Regions from separate parts of the Oryzias latipes genome. Here region 1 is linked to region 2. The links are chromatin contacts, called in public Hi-C maps. All regions are on one chromosome and are shown on one strand. Each heading gives the region's core, a stretch centred on a gene start, on an enhancer-like site or on the middle of the called end of the contact. The rest is flanking DNA. Distances are from core to core; before and after follow the strand shown.

The links. Hi-C and Micro-C count contacts between places; a contact is called where the count stands out from the background.
Region 1: a contact with region 2 is called in a Hi-C map of embryo, with 2.1 times the contacts expected there. The contact joins the promoter of caskin1 here to the promoter of rad23a in region 2. A contact is called at or near these places in 2 of 5 Hi-C or Micro-C datasets (embryo and fibroblasts).

What each region holds. Positions count from the first base shown.
Region 1 is chr8:23,137,907-23,144,274 of ASM223467v1, forward strand. It overlaps caskin1 (caskin-1), which reads right to left and starts at 2,605. Exons shown (of 24, transcript XM_023957765.1): 1 at 1,915-2,605. The coding sequence starts at 2,002. It overlaps LOC101168959 (phosphoribosyl pyrophosphate synthase-associated protein 2), which reads left to right and starts at 5,874. Exons shown (of 11, transcript XM_004071852.3): 1 at 5,874-6,004.
Region 2 is chr8:22,940,654-22,946,707 of ASM223467v1, forward strand. rad23a (UV excision repair protein RAD23 homolog A) reads right to left here and starts at 4,666. Exons shown (of 9, transcript XM_023957763.1): 1 at 4,416-4,666; 2 at 3,596-3,757; 3 at 3,295-3,491; 4 at 817-860; 5 at 254-381. The coding sequence starts at 4,481.

The DNA of each region.
Region 1 (6,368 bases), core at 1,355-3,854, 200 kb after region 2:
AGCATCGTCAGAATTAAAAGACGACTTGGAACGCTTTGAAAATAAATCCAAAGATGATAGGAGCTGGACATGAAGGTGTAAATCAGACCTTTTTAAGGTTGTAGTTGGCTATTTTTGATCTTGCTGAAAAATTTGCAAATTGTTAAATTCTTAATTCTTAGATCGCCTCAAAGCATCAACGAGAAACCTTAAACGTTGCTTGAAAATGAAGGGGAAAAAAATCAGCAAAAAGTGAAGGCAGTTGATCCCTAAGCAACGTCTATGGAAATAGAAACTTTGTAAATGATGAGTAAATGATCTGGATTAGTAGCTTTCTGATTTGTTTTCTGTTTTTCCCCTTTCTGATTGAAAGCATTAGGAATTTGATGTTAAATCATGAAGCTGTGAGGGAAATCCAGCGTTCGGCTGCATCCTGCAGCTGCTGCCGACTTGATGATTCTGGTTTTTCTGAGCTGGAGTGCACTTTACCGTCGCCTGAAGGGGTTTTTGTGATGTCCTCCTGTACATAATGTCCACTGTGACGCACTGGCGCTTTTTGGAGGCTACGCAATGTCCTGTGCTTTCACTCTTTCAGGGACTTCCTTTCAGTTTTGCCAGAAACAGCTGGAAGGTTTTTCTTTTCTTTCTTCCAGGATTGTTCCTGCTTCCTCTGTTTCCCGGAGCCTGTTTCAGTTTCTGACACTTATTCATGCTTTGACTCACGAACCCAACCCAGCAGAAGCCTCATTAGCTCTTTTTGAAAGGTTGTTTTGAGTCAAATCAAAATTATTGTTGAGCTAAATGTGATTAGAAATACACAACAACCCCAATACAGTAAATACACATTTTATGAGCAAAAACTTTGAATTTGTGTGCAAAAACACAAATTTAGTTGTAGAAACATTGAGGTACCTGTGAGACACAAAAGGGGGACAGAACTGAAGGCCTTCAGGACCGCAGCGGCATCACCAAACCGGCCTGACATCTGAAAAGCAGGTTTAGTTTGTGACACGAGGAACCACAAAGCCCAACCTGAAGACGTGGACCCAAACCGACTCCAGCTCTCAGCTTGGTCTCCACTAAAGTTCACTCAGTCACTTTAAACCAAGCCTCATTCAGCTCTGATCAGCTCATAAAAAGGAACGTTGAACTGGTTCTGGTAGATGAAAGTCTCTGATTTTCTTTGAAGGTCCTCTGACCATGGCGTCCTGACCTTGGGATGACCTTAAAGAACGTCCCTCCTGAAGGCCCTGCCTGCTGTTAAATCTGAACCCAACTACAGGAAGCCACTTTTATTCTCACAGTGAGGCGACAAACTGCTGGGTTTTAGCTGAAGGCTCCAGAACCAACGATCCAGTCAGAACCTGGACGGAATATAAACTCTGGTGGCGGACGAGCGGACCCCCTCTCATTTCAGTCCAGAGAAGCAAAACTGTAAAAATGGGACAAGATGCTTTGATTTGCTCATGAGCGCTCAGGCAGGCCGGTGTCTGTGCTGCCCACACACTAGAGTGGGCTGAGTGAGGAACAGACTGGAGGCTGCAGAGCAGCACCAACGAGGGGAGAGGGTCTGCACACCCAGCAGAACCAAGCAGAACCCAACATGACTGACTAGAATAGAATAGAATAGAGTAGAGTAGAGTAGAGTAGAGTAGAATAGAATAGAATAGAATAGAATAGAATAGAATAGAATAGAATAGAATAGAATAGAATAGAATGACTGAGCCAACAGTCAAAGGAGTATCATCTTCAGCAGGCTCACATCCTCCTCCCTGTGCTGCAGTGGCCTCACTTGGGGTCTGGAGATGGACTATCGGTCTCCAATCCTGCTGCTAATCTTCTCCAGAGACCCCCCCCCCCACACACACACACACACACACACACGCTCGTGAGGCCTCGCGGCAGCAAACCTCCAGCTGTGTCTGTAGCTCTTACTTGCTTTCCCAGGCCTCTGCAGCAGCTTCTGCACGGTGAGCAGGTCCTCGGTCTTCACCGCCTGCAGCAGTTCCTGGTCCTTCCCCATCTTCCGCTCTGAGCAGCTTCACTCCCGCAGCATCCTCCGACGCGGCGGCGCCTCTGCGCAGCCTCTTCGCGTGCAGGGCGCGTCTGCGGCCGCGAGCCGCCTGCCTCCACCGCCTCCTGGCTGTCTGGCTGAGAGGAAGACCTCCACCCGCTGTGGCATGTGATGCAGCGAGGAGGCAGAGCCGCTGGAATGGAGGGATGCTCTCTGGTCCCCCCCCTCCTCCTCCACCACCACCACCACCAGCCGCCACCCCGCCTATGGGTGCAGCGTGGCTGGATTCAGAATCCCGGGCGCGTCTGGAGGCTCGTGAGGTTGATGGAGATGAAAGGTCCGGTGTCACGTCGGCAGTCGGGACCGGAGGTTCGAAGCTCCAAACGCACAGCAGCGCACCGCTCAGCCCCGATCCGCGCCGAAGAGGACGCGGTGCGGCCAGAGACGAGCTCCACGCGCTGCGCGTCAGCGCTGCGAGGATCGTGCGCGCGCCAGGCTGGCCTCTCTCGGCGCCGTGCGTCCTAAACTCGGCCCAGCGGCGCTGCAGCAACCATCGCTCCGCGTGCGCCCCGGCTCTCTATTCGGTGACGGTTTCTGTCCGCGTGGGGGGGGGGGAGGGGGGAGGGACCGCGCGGGAGGGGGCACGCGCTCGCGCGCTCTACAGCTGGCCCAGCTCTCCAACCACTAAACGGCTCATGTGTTCCAAGTTGGGGGCGGACCCCAACAGAACGGCTCTCCCGCCTCCTCCTCTGTCTGTTTGTGCGGCTGCTGTGCGCAGATGGATCCGGATCATGACGACACACCCATCAGCCTCCGAACCGAACCTCAGTCAGAACCCTTTCTATTCACTACGATCTGCTTTTTATCGAGTTTCATCGCGGAGAAACCTTTGATTAGTGACATCATGTTCTCACTCAACCAACAAAACATAATCTAATTTCAGCTGTCAGGCACGAGAGAGGCAGAATCATGATGTGGGCCTGTTTGGGCGCCCATGAACTGCTCTGTGTGCAGAAGTAAATGACTGCTGTTGGCTCTAGATCACACCGGGAGCACATCCACGTCCAGAACTCTGGATTTCAGGAGAAGAAACCCGTTAAAGGTGAAATCCTCAAACTGTCTAAAATGCGGGACAGCAGCAGGTGGATCCTTTGGGTGTTTCATGTTTTTCAATACAAAATAATTCCAGAGTTTATCTAGAAAAAGAATCTAGAAAAATATTGTGACAGCGGAAAATGAAACTACAAGTAAACTAAATGTTTGGCTTGATTACAGAGAACTTAAACCCTAATCTGATGTGTTTTTGACGTTTTTAACAGGTTCTTATGGCTTTTTTCGGACGATGGAGGATGTAAAAAAGGAGTTTAAAAATGCATTTCTGAGTATTTCTTTAATCAAATTATTGTGAAAAAGGAGCAGATGAAAAAAGATCCGATTTGTGACCGAGGGGCGGGGCCACAGGCTCCCTGCTCTGCTCCGTTCTGATGCCTCCACTTATAGACAAATAGATCCAGGAACGCCCTTTTTGTCCCCGTCTGAGCCGGAATCTGGATCAGAACTCTACGGCTGGAGGCCGCCAATACTGCTCGCCATTTTTGTTGCACCGCTGTTGCTAAGGTTGGGGATGTGAGGGGCTGTAAGCTAGCTGGAGAGAGTGTAAACAGACAGTTTGCAGCAACGTGGAGGAGAAGGGGGGCAGGATTGCTCCACCAAGATTCCTGCCAACAATTCAAAGGTAAATTTCTAATGAACTCCTGCCGCTCTGCAGCAACTATGTCCTAGAAAATGGCAAAAGGTTTTTTTGTTTTGTTATTTTGGCTGAAAATTGCATAATCATAATTAAAAGACCAAAACAGTTTAAGAAAAGATCAAAAGATGAACAAACTTTAAAGTTTTATTGAACTGTGTCTGTTTTTTTTAAATTGACTGAGTCACTTAAATAATAACTAAATATGGTGTAATTTGGTAAATTTGGTGTCATTCTGTTTCAGTCTAGTTTAAATAAACACGGTTTGTTAAAGAGACATTAGGCGATCAATCAAACTTTATTTACAAAAAAGAGCTTTACAGTTAAAAACAGAGACAGATTGACATAAAACGAGGAAAACACAGCCCGTCCTTTACCATAACCCCCCTCCCTCCACTGGCACACACAACCCATGACCCCACACACAATGAATAAGTGAATTCTAACAGAAGCACAAGGCTTGTCTCTGCTGTGAGGAAACAGTATTTGGAAATCTGTTCATATCAGGAGCCGCCTCAGCCACAGTCCCCACCACAACCGGGACGACTATTTTAATCTTTTACATTTAAAATATGTTGATGGTTCAGTGATTTTTGTGTTTCATGCTTAATTAATGGATCATTACATGAAATTCAAGCAAGAATACCAAAAACCTATAAGCTGCTGCAGCGATTCCTTCAAGTTTGTAATGCAACAACGAAACTAAAGATGTATATTGTTTTTGTTTTGTTTTTTAAATGGGGGGGCATTAGCTGCATTCACAATGCAGACCAAATAGGTGAAAGACACAAACCTCTGATTATTGATTGTATTTCTGCTCAAACTATCATCAAAGCGTCTTTTTCATCAATGGCAGTCGGTTGGAGCTGAGACTGTTGTTGTTCAGCTGAGGGTCCAACAGCAGGAACGGATCCAGCAGTTCTGTTCAGCTGAGTTCAGTTAATCTGCTGCTGCAGCCAAAAACACCTGGAAGTTGGGAAGAATCTATCATCTTCTGCCAAAATATAAGCAGAAAAAAAAAATCAGGAATTTGATATTTTCTCCTGACTATCCATCCATATTCAGGAGCACGTCCAGAACTGGAAAGACTCTTCCGACTTTTGCCAGCAACATGTTATTTGTCTCTGTCCGTCCTCCTCCAGATTTTTTGACTCCACTCTCCTCTCCATTGTGTGTGTGTGGGCAGAGAGCGGAGCTTCATCGCTGCTCCAGGCCTCCTCCACACATCCACGAGTTATGTAAGAACACTAAAGGTTGGCCCGTGTGCTACCGGGAGATTATTCATGTATCTATAGAATGCAAATGTTGCTCTTTGTGTAGCTTGGACCTGTGTTAATACAATGCTTAGGGAGTAAATGTACATATGAAGAGCACTTTTCTGCACCAGCTTGTCCGTCCTGCTGCTGCTGTAGTTTTTTATGTTTGTCTAAAGAATGAAGCAGCAGTAACATTAAAGCAAAGCAAAGACATTATAGATAGCAAAGCAAAGACATTATAGATAGATTTAATTTGTCTATTTTATATTAGATTTGTATTTTTCTAATTTTATTTAAGAACTGTGGGATATAGTTTATGTTTGATGTGAATACGACATGAGGAAGGGTGAAGAAGTTCATCCATCTTGAAACTGCAACATCATGGCATTGAAATAGAAATTTACCCACAATATCAGCAAATAATGAGACATATGAATATTTTTTACAAGTAGCAACACAATTTTATTCGGCATTGTTTATTTTTATATAAATCTTGAACTTCTATGTCATTTTTAACATTAGGAGTAAGATGTTACAGGTTTGTGTGGAGAGTTTACAGTAACACTGCCCCCACGTGGCAGAAAACAGTATATACACACTAAAAAACTGATCGAAACTTCATATCTGCTCGTTTACAACTATGTCACTGAAAAATTAAAGAGTTATAGCATATATTGTGTTACATATTTAAACTCTATTATCATTTTAAAAATAAGATTCTACAATAGTGTGACGTAGTACAAAATAAACGCCAACTTTCATGATAGAAACATGACAGTAGTGACGGTGGGGATTTGTTAACAATTTTCTCCCTGGTACTTGAATGCAGCTTCTTGCCTCGCCCTTCTCAGCGTTCTGGTTTCTGATTGGCTAAGGCCGTTGCAAAGGCTGATGACGCGGAGTCCGACAGTCGTAGAGTGAGTGAAGGGAGCAGGTTGACAACAGTCCGAGATTTCTTAGCTCAAAACAGTTGTTTGCAGGTTACAGCTGGACTTAACGCACAAGCTGGTGAGGAGCTGTGCTTGGTTTGTTTGATCCTCGAAATTTCGAAGCGTTTTGACGCAACGCAGTTGAGAGACGCGCGTGATTTCCCGGCAGGGTTCTCCTGTTCAGCGAGAAAACGCGTTAGTACCGCGGTGTTAGCCGCTGGCTAGCTGCTGCTCTATTGATTGTAGTTTACACATTTCAATTTACTGGAACAAACAAACCAGCTCGCCTTTACTTTATCTAATAATTATTACTATATACCCTAACATTACGTATATCTCAGAGTTTATAATTAAAATCCAAAGTAAACGACAATCGAGAATTAAGCTAGCTTAGCAACACGAAGCTAACGTCCTTGTGTTTGGTAGTTAGGAGTCCCGGGTGT
Region 2 (6,054 bases), core at 3,416-5,915:
AGCTTTGCGCCGTCATGCAACACTTTTAAAGTTAGAAATGTGTGGTCTATCGGTGCAAAGCCAACATGAAAAGCCGCTTTTGTCCGTGTCAGAATCAGCCGATTCGTGTTGATTCCCTACTAAAAAACAGGTTAATGAAAAGAAGAATTGCGTACGCAGTCGAAGGGTTACGGTAGTGAGAGCATCACACCCTGGCTGGGAGCTCAGAGGCAGCGTCCCATCCGGCAGGTGGGCGGGGCCTCAGCATACGTACAGTGAGGAGGTACTCCACGGCTCTGTGCGGGTTGTTGAAGCTGGCCCGCAGCGCCGCCACCACTCGCTCCCTCTCGTATCCCATAGACATGATCTCCGTCAGCATGGCCTCGTACTCCGCTCCAGTCACTGAAACACAAACCGGGAATCAAACCTCTGTGCAAAGGGGGTCAAGCCTGAGCTACAATCAGTCAAGTTTTACGGGTCAAATAAAGAGTTTCGGGATTTGAATAGTCCAAACATTTCATGATTATTGTGTCAGGCTCCCCTGTTTTAAATGGGAACGGTCTCAACTTGACTTCAAGACCAAAAGGCTGAACGCAGAAGACAGAGGCTCTCTGGCACTTGACTGACAAATGACGTGACTTCCTGTCGCCTCTGCGTGCAGCAGATGTGCTCATAACTGCATCACATGGGACTCCCCATCCCTCTGTGTGACCCCGCAACAAGAGCCAGCTCGCTTTTGTCGCCCTCTAATTACAGGAAGGGTTTGTGTTGTGTTGATGAGAGCAGCAACTGCAGGCGGAGCATAGAGTCATCAGGTGAGGGTTCAGCGTCACATACCCAACGCTGAAGAGGCGTCCAGGCCCTGATTCCCGCCGCTGGAGCTACAAAAGACAAGGAAAATCCTGATTGATTTGAAATCCTATCACGTTATTTTAGCTTTATATACAGTAAAACAAATCCGCCTTAATGTGAAAGACTTCAGACCCTCGAAGAGCTTTATCAATCCAACATTTAAACAGCACAAACGCCTAAATTATTCAACAAAATCGACAAAAAACAACATCAATCCATCCCCTAAACCGGCAGAATCAGTTTTAGAGTCACATGGTTGCTGGAGCCTATCCCAACTACTATTGGGTGAAGGTGGGCTACACCCTGAACAGGTCGCCAGTTCACATTCACGCCTAGAGACAATTGAGATTCACCAATTAACCATGAAGCGTGTTTTTGGAATGTTTTTTGGAGTTCCACACATGCAGACAGAACATGCAAACTCCACGCAGACAAAACCCGGCTGGGATTGGAACCAGAACCTTCTCGCTACGAGGGAGGAGCGCTGGCCACTACACCACTGTGCAACCCCTCCACAAAAACACATTTTAAATAAATTTTAAAAAAAGAAGAAAGCAGAAAAGCCGAAAAAAATCAACCACCTGATTTCAGAAACATGACCATCAGTGTTTTCTACTATAAACAGATCTATTTTCATTCTACAATACTGGCCTTAGATTCTGTGAAGGTTTGAACTTTGAGACTTTAAACAAGAGACAAAAGTGTGAAAATGTTCATGTTTGTCTGAGAAACGTAGACAGGTGTGTAGTGAGAAGCTTTACAGCCTTAAATACCAGAATTATTGTACATATAAAGCTTCATTACTTTGCAGATTTCCTATCAAGGGTTATTTTTAGAATGTAATTCCCAAGATAAATAAGGAATCTTTGTTTTTAAAGTTTATGCCATCTCATCCATCTGGCATGTCCAAAGTCTGGCTCAATGACATGCAGGCTTCTGTCATAAAATATGGGGTTTAGCACCCAAGTGACAGACATGCAACCGAAAAGATCTGGTAGTTTTTCAAAATAAAAATATTTTTCAAAATAAAAGCTAGTTTAGCCTCCACTCAATCAACCCCTCCTGCTTTCACCGCCCGGGTGGTAGCCTCCTGCTTTCCCTCCTAGAAGCCTCCTACTCTGAAAACTTTGGAGGCCCCTGTTTAACAGCAGAGAAGTTATTAGTGATGTCCAGATCTGATCACGTGAGCAGAAATCAGGCCGACTGAGTCGTTTCGCATTGGACTGGAAAAAATAACCCCGATCAGGACATCCCTCTAAATTTACTGAATAATGTTGGATTTTACGTTTAGAAACTAAACGAACTTTAAGCGCTTCTGTCCCCCGAAGTAAATAAATCTATACAGTAAAAGTGTTTTTATGTAGATTAAAAAATTGGACAGATGTTCATTTCACTGAAATAAGTTCCGGAAAAGTACCGTAAATTCCGGACTACAAAGCGCACCCAATTACAAGCCGCACCCACCCATTTTCACGTGTTTAACTACTTTTCTACATACACAAGCCGCGTCGGAGTACAAGCCGCATGTATTAGGCAACATTGTCATCCTGACAAATCACGTCCTGCCTCCCAGAGTAAGTGTGATGGTGGATTTTTTCACGCTGCTTCTAACGATTGCTTTTAACTTGAAAGCTTCATCATATTGCAGTGGCGATCACGTGCACGTTGGGTCTAATGGCACCAAAGGATTCTGGGATGCGGCTGGGCATGCGTGTTTCGTTTGTGGAACCATGACTGAAGTGTCTAAGACCTGAAGTTAGGTCCATGCTGTTTGGCTGCCTAGACGTGTATTGAAAAACAAATGACTTGCCCTTGGTGTTAGATAGAGAATTCTAACCATTCACTGTGTCCGAAAGTACGTACATGGCGGCCGCCAAATAAAACCATAAATTAGCCTCGTCACTGAATAAGCCGCACGGCTGTAAGCGCAGGAAAAAAGTAGCGGCTTATAGTTCGGAAATTACGGTAATTGTTTTAAATATGGTCGATGTTATTCGCAGGCGTTTACGTGCAACCAGCACAAAAACTGATGGAAAAACATGTGGATCACACGAAAACCATGTGGCCCAAATACACATTGCTGCACGTATTTGAACCCTAACCTTACCTGTAACCATAAGCCCTGCCCTAATTACGGTGAAATAGTCACTTCCTTTAAATCTAATTGTCGATTTAAGTAAAAAATGTGATACAAAAGTTAAGGATATTATGAAAATCTTGTAAATGATTTGCAAAGTCATTGTAACTATGATGGAGACGTCAGTGTCTGAATCCCGCAAAACAACAAAATGATGTTTGTTTTTGTTTTGTTTATAAAGAAAACAACAGCCGAACTCACTGCATTCTGCTGAATTAAATGCTAAGTCATCGTACAAACCCGCTCAGATTTAAGTGACTTCTTTCCCCATTTCGTCTCCCTTTTCTACCAGCTGACACCGGCGAGCGTGGCGGTACGCCTGTTACCTGGCGGGCTGCTGTGGTTCTGTGGCTTCGGCACTTTGCTCCTGTTTGGCCTCCTCAGGAGGAATAGGGACAGCTGCAGGGGTGGGTGCAGCAGGAGGATTTGAAGGCGGGGCAGCGGTTGATGTGGAGCCAGAGTCCTGTGCGGGGGGCTTGGGGGCTTCCGGGGCTGGTGCCGAGGTCGTGGCTGCAGGCTTAGCCTAACGTGTTCAGAAAACAAATGAAAACGTCAGAGGAACTGCATCCAGACGCGAGTCCGCTGCACACATAAAAAAAGATAAAAAGCTGGACCATGCAGTCTCACCTTGGATACCATCACTACAACAAAATTCTTCTCATCGATTTTGTAGTCTTTGATTGGCGTATCGTCTTGCAAGATTTTCCCGGCGTATATCAGCTTCTGCCCAGAAACAGGAAAGTTGTCTTTTCCTCGTTCAGCCTCTATCTTCTCCTTCAAGGCCTTGACCTGACACACAAGAGGGCAGACATGATGGTCGGACTACCCGGAGGCAGCCTATCCTCAACACCTGAAAGCCACACCCCAGCCGCCTCCATGCGAAAAAGGCCAAATCTGGAGCACCAGCGTGTATTTTACTTTTGTTAGACATCTAAACAGTAGAAGTTAACCCAATCCATCTAGGCTTCCAGAGCTGGGCTATCTATCAGGAGCTAGGCGTGATTGGCAGTGTCATGATGAGCATTTAGAGCACGCGCATCATCCTTCGTCACCACCAGCGCACTGACTGAGCGTCTCTGATTCACACATGTTGGTGGTTTTACCTCATATATTCACAGCCAAAAAGGCCGCAACAATCCTCTGTCAGCAACTTCAACTAGTGACAACCAGCTTTCAGGTGGCGGCCCAATGACTCTGTTAATTTTAGCAACATTAGCTTGAAACCTAGCTTAGCGAGGTAGCTTCAGCGCGTAAAGGAACAGGTGTGTTCTTAATTTTAAGCATTTTTTGTGTGGCTTAAATGTTCACACAATTCAGAAATTAATTCGATGTGATAAAAGTTAGTTCCTTTCACTGTACCTGCTCTATGGAGCTGTCGGGTGTGCACGCGGAGCTAAAAGACAACTCCGGTGCTGGAAGCTAACGCAGTTAGCTGTTAGCCACTTACCGTTTGTTCGGGGTCTATTTCAATCTGAATCGTCTGCTGCTGCAGCGTTTTCAGAGTGATCTGCATGGCGGCGTCCGGTGTGCTTCAAACTGGAAAAAGAGCGGCGCACTAAAGGAAAAAAAAGTCAGTCTGTGTCTCAGGTTCGCGTTTTGAGTAAGATAACAACTAGCCGAGAAATGTGTGTATCCATGAGCACTCAGCAAATCGCCATCTTTGGTGACAAGTTACGGGCACTCCTGCTTGGAGGCTGTGAGATATCGCGAGAAACCACGAGAGGGCCAGCAGCACAAAAGCTTTAGAAAACAAGCAAGACAAACACACGCGCACAGAAATCACAAGACTTATAACTTTTTAACTATATAGAAATACATTCTGATCATGTTAAGTGCCTGTGAGACTCAAAGTCCCACTTTGATCATCTTTTGATCTATTTTCAAAGCGTTCCTGGTGGTCTTTTAGTGACGATTATGCTGTTTTTAGACAAAAAAATTCAAAAACCTGTGTTGATTTCGTGGACGTAGTTCCTGCAAAGCAGCAGCAGTTCATTAAAAATTCACCTCTAAGTTTGTAGGAAACACTTCTGGTGCGGAGCTACCCAGGCCCCCCTTCCCATCACCCTTCTGTTTACATGCTCTCCTGCTAGCTTACAGCCCCACACAACCTAACATTATCAGTGCAACAAATATTGGTGCTGACCGGCTTTGAGCCAGACGCCAGCTCGGACGAGTAAAACAAAGATGTAGCCTACATGGATCTGGTCTACAGGCGGATGCATCAAAATGCAGCAAAGCAGTGAGTTTGTGGCCCCGCCCAGTGTATTTTCTAGGTCACAAGTATCCGTGTCACAGCTACAAGCTTTCTAAGATGGCATTTTTTTTGTCTGTTCCAGATTCACAAAACTTTTATACACATCATGTTCTGACCCATCCCCTGGGGGAGCGGTGACACAGCTGTGCTCGGGATCCCCCCCAATTTGAAGCTGAATTTTCTTTATATGTGTTCTCCATTGTCCGAAAAATGCCACAAGAACAATTTAAAAACCCCACTTTCATTGGGGTGGGTCTTTGAGTCTGAAGCGACGTTTACAACGCCAAATCACTACCAAATCCGAGTCCCTGATTGGTCAAAGTTTGACCTGGTTAACCTTTCATCACACACAGTCAATGGTCGCAAGTTTTGAACACAAAAACCTATAGCTATGCGTGATGCGAGACGCCCAAAACACGCATTTACTTAAACTTTGCATTAGAAGGAGCCACATAACCATAAACTTCATCGTGCTGTAAACTTCTTTTATTCATCATTGGGTATAATATTAACTCACTCTTTGTTTATTTCCTCCTGATTCAGGCACAGTGGATATCTGCATTCACACCTGGAGGGCCTTTTTTCTGCACAGCAGACTTTAATGCCACTATCACACGACCAACACAAACTGGTTCAAACGAAAGGACTTTGGTGTCAACGTGTGTCAATGAAAACCTAGGAGAAAGGGATTCTTTGGGTATCTGCTGCATAAAAGAGTTTAGGAAGTGATTTTAAAAGACAGAATTGAGCACTTTGAACATGATTTGTGTGTCAAATTGTTAAAAATTGGATCTTCCTTACTCATGTGGGAGGAGCTACTAATAAACTTTAA